2 separate regions of the Mus musculus genome follow, and region 2 is linked to region 1. Evidence: chromatin contacts called from public promoter capture Hi-C data. All regions are on one chromosome and are shown on one strand. The core of a region is the stretch at or near the end of the contact, and the rest is flanking DNA. Distances in the headings are between cores, read along the strand shown. Region 1 holds the start of Grpr (gastrin releasing peptide receptor). Region 2 overlaps Car5b (carbonic anhydrase 5b, mitochondrial).

Region 1 (3,864 bases), core at 656-3,155:
GTTTCTGCTAATTTGGGTGACCTTTATAAAGGGGCTTATAGTGTTTCTCTTGCTCAATGCTACCCTGCTTCCTTTGTGCCACGAAGCATGTGCTGCGTTTTCTCTGTTCAAAAGCCCTAGCCCGCACCTAGGAAATCTTCAATGTCAGGTGTTACATTTTCTTTGGGGGGGCGGGGGTGGAGGCAGTAAACTTCATTCTAGAAAGGGAATGGATCTAACGTGTGATCACCTCAATCAGTGCCGCTCTCTAGCTTCTTACATATGTAGTACATGGCAGCTATACATTCCTCTTAAGTAAACAGAGGAATTGATGATTCACTGGTGTGTGTGGAACTCCTGTCTATTGATTTGAGATCAATCAGTCTTCTGAGCTGTTCCCAAGCAAATCTTTTCCCTTCAATCCCCAAATGGTGATCATGGTAATAGTGGTAAGTAGCTAAAATTAATCAAATGGAATAAATACTATACAGTCTTACCAGGGATGGTTTTTTATTGAATTTCATAAATTATCCCTGCTCTACAAATAAAGAACTTGAACCTGAAGATGTGTGCCCAAGCAATGTGCCAAGGTAATAAATGGGTGGGTCTGTCAGGACTGAAGCTCATGTCCTGTATCAATAAGTTGTACTTCTAGCAACTGATTGACACCACTAGACTCATGTTTATTGGCTCAATCCTGGCAGTGCTGGACTCCACTAAGAAACCCTTCTACCTGCAAGCATGTAGCATCATCAATCTTCTGACTGCTGCCTACAAGGACTCTTTCATGTTACCAAAAGGGCACCACAGTCACCTGGCCATCAAATGCTGCAAAGGTACATGGCAATGCCTTTGGAAGCTTTCTGGGTGGGCCCTGACATGGTATCAAGCAGTTTTCTTTATTTATTATGGGTCCTGAAATATGAGCCTTTCCCTAGCACTGTCTGTTATTAACTAGCTTTCTGACACATATCAAAAAGGACCGGCTCAATAGATACCATAAAGGTATAGCCTTATGATGTACTTGTTAGTGCTAGCAAAAGGTCAAGTCTCATTCTGATAGCATTTTAATAGAGTATTTCTCAGCACTCCTTTGACCATAACTCATTTCTTTCACTAGCTCCCCACCCCCTCTGTCTCTTGTTTCCTGTTTCTTGAGAGAATCTACAACCGTTGTATACTTCGGAGGAAATTGACAGCTTGCCAAAAATGCAAAAAGCTACACCAAAAAGCCAGCTCATATGATTTTTAGATCAAAAGAAAATAATGCGCTTTAAATTTGGTTTGAAAAAGATCATCCATTGATCTATGTGTGCTGAGCCTGCAGCTGGCTCCATAGTCAGAGGCTTGGGAAGTTTTCAAGAAAGAGCACATGTGCACCGTACTTCTGGTTTTCCTGAAGTCTGTTGCTGTAGGTTTAAGGTGTGAGTCCGTGCATGCAGTTCTCCGTAGCAGTCCCTATTCCGAGGGAACTAACTGGGACAGCTCACACACAGACCTAGATGTCCCATTTTAATACATTAGTAAAGATTAGAAACAGGAGGGTCCTGAGTCACATCTGAACTCATGGAGATAGTATCAGAGATATTCCCAGACTTTGCAGCGAACAGCATTTATTAAATGCCTGCTATTAGGTGCTCCCAGCTTAAATGAAAAGGCAAAGGTATCTATCTATTAAGCCACTTAGGAGTTGTGATCTGCTGCCTGATTCTCATTTGAAGAAAGCAGGCAGCTGGGCAGTGATTGAAGCGTCCAGCAGGGGGCTGGCATTCGCTGTCTATACATGGTCCTGGCTCCACTTCAGAGCGGCAGCTCAGGAGAGCTGCCGTTTGCTAGGGAAGCCAGTGACGTCCAAAGCATCCTGCCTATAGGATTGGAGGCTTTCTTGGTGCAGTTTTTTTCTACCCACTTTAAACCTTCAGGTTCTACAAATCAGGGAAGACGGGAAATGCTGTGTGAAAATAGCAATCCAAAAGTTCTTAGTAAACTGCAGCCAGAGAGACTCAGTCTAGGATGGAGGTAGGAAGAGCTGAGACAAAGTGGGCTTAATTCTAAGCTTTTCTTCAGGCTGAGTTTCTGTTGCTTGTTAACTTAGTGAATGTACAGATGTATTGCTTGCTGGTGGTGTGAAGGCTGGGACAGAACCAACATCAACAAACTGAGCTAGAGTTTGGAATACCAGTGTGTGTGTGTGTGTGTGTGTGTGTGTGTGTGTGTGTGTGTGAATTCAGAGTGTTTTAAAGAGAGATCAAGAGGCTCACACAGATCAGCGAGCCTAACTGACAAACCTTCAGCGCCTAACTGAAAAACCCAGAAGTTACAAAGCAGCATCTTGAAGGCGCATTTGAAGAGAGAAGCTTTGAGATGGCTCCAAATAATTGTTCCCACCTGAACTTGGACGTGGACCCTTTCCTGTCCTGCAACGACACCTTCAATCAAAGTCTGAGTCCCCCCAAGATGGACAACTGGTTTCACCCGGGCTTCATCTATGTCATCCCTGCAGTTTATGGGCTTATCATCGTGATAGGTCTTATTGGCAACATCACGCTCATCAAGATCTTCTGCACGGTCAAGTCCATGCGAAACGTGCCAAACCTGTTCATCTCTAGCCTGGCTTTGGGAGACCTGCTGCTGCTGGTGACATGCGCCCCTGTGGATGCCAGCAAGTACCTGGCTGACAGGTGGCTATTTGGCAGAATTGGCTGCAAACTGATCCCCTTTATACAACTTACTTCAGTGGGGGTGTCTGTCTTCACACTTACGGCACTGTCAGCTGACAGGTAAGTACTCATTGGAAGTTATATCCTCTCTTGGGGTGGCGGACCACTCAGTGAATCACATGAGAGAGCTGTCTACCCTAAAGGGAACTTTTACTCAAACTCACAATCCCTTCCAGGCATGGTTTTGTTCTGAAAATTACTTCTGGAGTTTGGCATATTAGTTTAAGAAAAGAAAAATGAGAGAATGGTGGAGACCCGAGGAGACAAATGAGAATTAAATCTCTAAGCCTGAGACTGAGGGGCATTTTTTTTCTGAAGAAAAATCATTGCCTTTCCCTGTCTTCTCCTTCTCTGAAAAATTAATTGAACAGTGAGAAGGACAATCCTACCCTACAGTTTCAACCTCAGGCTAGTGTTTTTTAGAAGCAATTCAGAATCCTTCAGAAAATAGAGAAGTTCCCACTGACCCTCTGTAAAATCTCCTTTGAGAAAGAACAACAACAACAACAAAGGCTCCATTTCTCTGAATTTTGTCTTCCTTGGACAGTCTTAACTTTTCTTACAGTTCATTTTTAGGTATGACTGAACAGAACAGTTGTGTGTGAATTTTTCCAAGTCTCCCTTCAATGACTTTAAATATGTTTGCTCCCTTTTGCCCAGCTAAGCGAGTTCAAGGTTGACTGTCCTTCTATGTACAATATCTTTGTATCTTGGTGAGGCTGAGTGTCTTCTGTTATTCTGAAAAATGCACATCTGGAAAACACACATGTGATTATACACACACACATATATATATATTTCAAACCTGTATTTGTCAAATATCTATATCTACCATGTTAAAAAGAAAAAGAAAACTCATGCTTGAACAGGCAAGTAAAGATATATGTGAAGGATATTCACACATGTTGTTGATTGTATCTTATGTTCTGAAGAATGAACACAGAAATGATTAGACTACTAGATACAATATGTTGTATCTAGTATCTAGCTAAATTTCTAAATTAAGAAAAAAAAACCCAGGTTTATTGGACCAGAGGTTATACATTGTTATCTTTAAGTCAACTATATGGTGTATGTTAAAAATACATAGGACCAGAGTGTATACTGGAAAAAGTATAGCTGCAATTCTGTAAAGTTTAGAATCTGAAGTAGAGGGCCTCTCCTT
Region 2 (3,894 bases), core at 86-2,585, 460 kb before region 1:
TGAGACAGGGTTTCATATACCCCAGACTTGCCTCAAACTTGCTGTGTAGCAGAAGTTGCCCTTGAATTTCTGATTCTCCTCTCTCCATTTCTTGAATGCTGGGATTACAGCTGTGTATCACATCTGGCTTCTTTAAGTAAGGAAGAGGACTATTAAAATTATTGAACATCACTGTATCTAATACAGCCACTAAAAAAAAAAATAAACCCATGAAATTACAAAGATAAAACAGAAGAAGAAACAAATGACAGGAAGGAAAAGAAAAAAATGTCGTCGCAAGTCTCATGTATTTACATGCCAATTTAAATTCATTACTATTTTAGAACCATGTGTACCTAATAGTTACCACACTGGAAGTTTCCATCCTTCAAATCAATTCTCCTGAATGCTTCTGTATAGAGTTTTTACAGCATTGTCTTCTCTGTGAGGCTTACTCAGAGGGCTGGAGAGATGGCTCAGCAGTTAAGCTGCACTTGCAGAGGACCAGCACCCATGTGGGACAGCCAGCGCACATCCACCTATAACTCAAGCTGCAGAGGACTTGACACCCTCTTCTGGTCTCCTCAGGCACACATACCACACAGAGACACACGAATAAAAATACATAAATGCATACATACATGCATACATACATACATACATAATCTGACAGGAAAGAAAAGCTTCTTTAGGATACTCTCTTTAAGAAGCTCATACTTGGGTATGTCTTATTTTATCCTTTTTTTTTTAAATTTTAACTTACATACTTAAAATTCCGTATTAAACCAAGAGTGGTGGCACATGCCTTTAATCCAGTATTTGGGAGGTAGAGGTAGCAAATCTCTGCGAGTTCCAGATACATAGTGAGACCCTGTCTCCAAAAGAAAACTATATTGAAAATGTCTTTTAATAAGCTCTAGTTCTATTAACAATCTCTATTTAGCTGGGCATGGTGGACAGTGGCTAAAGCTGTGTGTGGTAATCCCAGCATCAACAAATAAACATAGTTAGACAAAACTAAATCAATAAGCACATTTAAGACTTTCTTCTTTTATATAGCTAAATTTTATTATATTTATTCATGTGTATGCATGCCATGTGTGTGGGTGCCCTCTGGGGCCAAAAGAGGGAGTCAGATCTAATGGAACTGGAGTTACAGATGGTTCTAAGTCTCCCCATGTTGGTGCTGGAAACCACACTTGAGTTCTCTGCAAGAAGAGCAGGTGCTCTTGACTGCGGAGCCATCTCTCCAGCCCATTTAAAGGATTTTCTTTTTTAAGTTTGGTATAACAACTCACGCTTGTGTTTTCAGCACAAGTATTCAGAAATCCAAAGCAGGAGGAGTGTGGATCCAGGCCAGCCTAAGTTACAGACTGAGAACCTGTCTCAAAACCAAACCAGACCAAAACCACATTGATAACTCCTTGGTATTTAAGTATTTAAGATTGAGAGCTCCATGGAATTTCTTTATTTTCAGGCCGTCTGCGGCTCCTGGGGACTAACAGGAAGCCCTGGAGCTAGCACAGGAAATGCAGGCTTTATTCCCTGTGGCAGCAGTGCCATGTGATTCCACTGATTAGTCAGTTCATCGTCAGAGTTTTCCCCATAGCCCTGACAGTCCAGCAAGGAGACTTGTGCTTCTGCGAGTGTTGGTAAAGCCTTAATGAGAGCCTGCGTACTCCATTGTTTGTACCCTGGCTTAAGGTCAAAGCCTACTAAGAAGGTCTTTGGTGCTGTGCTTTCCCTCATGAAAAAGACAGGCTAGAGAGGCAGTGTGGGTTAGAATATTGAAAAGGAAACTAATTAATTTGGTAATGTATTTTTTAATCCAGTATATTCTGGATGTTGATGTATTTAACAGGTGTTGAATTTAACAGTGTAAGAATTATTCATAACTGGTGTTGTCCAATAGCTGTGTAACATGAGCCATATATATGAGCCATACAGGCAGTTATGTTTTCTAGTGACTTCATTTTTCTTAAGTACAAGTAAGGACTAGAGAGAGAATTCAGTGGTTAAGAGTACTGGCTGCTCTTCAAGAGGACCCAGGTTGAATTCCCAGCACCAGACTCTATAACTCTAGTTCCAGGTCACCTGACATCTGATCTCTGCAAGCTCCAGACATGCACATGTTGCACAGACATAAATGTAGATAAAACTGCATATATGTAGGCAAAGTACCCATATGCAGTCAATAAATAAAAATTAAAAAGTACAAATTAGATAAGTTAATTCTAATATATTTTCATTAATCTACTATATTAAAGATATTATATTTCTAATATGAAATTACTTTAAGAACTATAAGTGAATTTTTTTTTGCTAAGTCTTCAAAGATCTTAGAGTCATTCATTTATAGCGCATCTCGGTTTACACATAGTTAAGTGAGTATCACACTGAAAAGCTCAGGTGCAGAGAGGGACCAGAGCAATAATCTGAGCTATTCTAATTTAATGACAGAGAGCCTAAGAATGGAAGGGAGGATCGTTGGGAGGAGGAAGGAGAGCTGCATCTCTTTACCGGCTGTCTTCCTGTCCCAAAGCTGTCTGTGTGCCATGTAGCCCTGTTCCTTTCATTTAGATCCCATGGGAAGTTCAATATCGATAGCATAACTTCTTTCCTCATGTTGTCATTTTGTAAATGCTCCGGGTTTCTAGAGCTTGCAGACATTTTCCCAACTGCTATCAAGCCTTGCTTCGGTGGACTGCAGCAACTTGTGCCTGGACTGCTTTCTTTCTGGCCAACAACTATAATGTCCCCTCTAGAAAAATTTTAATATTTGAGATTATGATATAGTTACTTTATTCTCTCCCTGCCTTTATTACTCCCAAACCCTCCCATGTATTACTTCTTGCTATTTTCAAATTCATGGCTACACACACACACACACACACACACACATACACATATACACATATACACATACATATATACATATATATTCCGAAATATGCAAGTATAACCTTCTCAATCTGGATATTGTTACTTGTATGTACGATTTCAGGGATGACTGTTGGTATTGGATAATCACTTGGTGTGCTCTTTCCTGGGGAAGACAATTTCTCCTGCTCTCAGGATTCCTTGGTGACCTGTATCTTTGTCTAGGGTTGAGTCCTTGTAAGCTTTCCTCTGTCCACCGTAGCACATCCGTTGTTATCCTTGTTCGAGCCATGTTTAGACAGTCATGTTGCTGAGATTTTGTGTTTTGCTTTAGCTAAAACCTCAAGAGTAAAGTTTGGTTTCAACAAGAGAGTGAGTGCTACTGAGTAAGAGTAGACAAGTAGGGGCTGAGTGAGCTTTTAAGACAGGGTTTCCTGTAGCTCAGGATGACCTCAAACTCACTATGTGAAAGGTGATGACCTTGAAATTCTGAGTCTCCTGCTTCCAGAGTGTTGGGATTACAGGCATTCACCACCACACCTCATTTATGAGGTGCTACGGATTGAACCCACGGCTTCACTCATGCTTGCCTAAGCCCTTGAGAGTCATTTAAAATGGGAGAAAACCAGGCAGGTCTGATTGCGTGAACTAAGGTGGTACTGGGGGTAAACCAGCTTACCTGTTAGAGAAGACACTGAAGGTGAACTTCAGATTGCCTGCTTGGTATTTCTCTCTGACTAATACAAACATTTAGTGCCTTCACTGTTCCCAGTACCAAGTGTAGCCCAGGAGCCTATGGAAAAGGTGTAGGACATAGTGTCTGTGGGCTTGGACACAAGGAGATAAAGAAAACGAGTGTTCCATGAGGAATGTTTGGGTGCTGAGTGCCGTAGAAGTAAATACAGTGAGTTTTGACCAAGGAAGATCTGGATGGCAGGAGAAGATGGCTTGGAGACGAGATGTGGAACTGTTTCCGCAAGTGAAGAGGATGTGAAGGGTCATTACGCATGAGCAGAAGGAGAGCTAAGTCTGTAG

Evidence for each region. Promoter capture Hi-C pulls out the DNA fragments that hold promoters and counts their contacts.
Region 2: a promoter capture Hi-C map of trophoblast stem cells shows a contact between it and region 1, with 3 times the contacts expected there. The contact joins the enhancer-like site here to the promoter of Grpr in region 1. A contact is called at or near these places in 12 of 39 promoter capture datasets (the 3T3-L1 cell line, the C10 cell line, the HPC-7 cell line and 7 more) and 5 of 484 Hi-C or Micro-C datasets (the HPC-7 cell line, Sertoli cells, cardiomyocytes and 2 more).

Annotation. Positions count from the first base shown.
Region 1 is chrX:163,547,777-163,551,640 of GRCm38.p6, reverse strand. It overlaps Grpr (gastrin releasing peptide receptor), which reads left to right and starts at 1,905. Exons shown (of 3, transcript NM_008177.3): 1 at 1,905-2,759. The coding sequence starts at 2,344.
Region 2 is chrX:164,008,247-164,012,140 of GRCm38.p6, reverse strand. All of the region lies in intron 2 of Car5b (carbonic anhydrase 5b, mitochondrial), which reads left to right. Among named protein-coding and RNA genes, the nearest start is that of Car5b, 18 kb to the left of the region's middle. Within about 2 kb of position 1,335, at least 4 of the 459 cell types and tissues checked have an H3K27ac peak or open chromatin away from gene starts, as enhancers often do. A contact at or near this core is called in trophoblast stem cells, where this site is marked.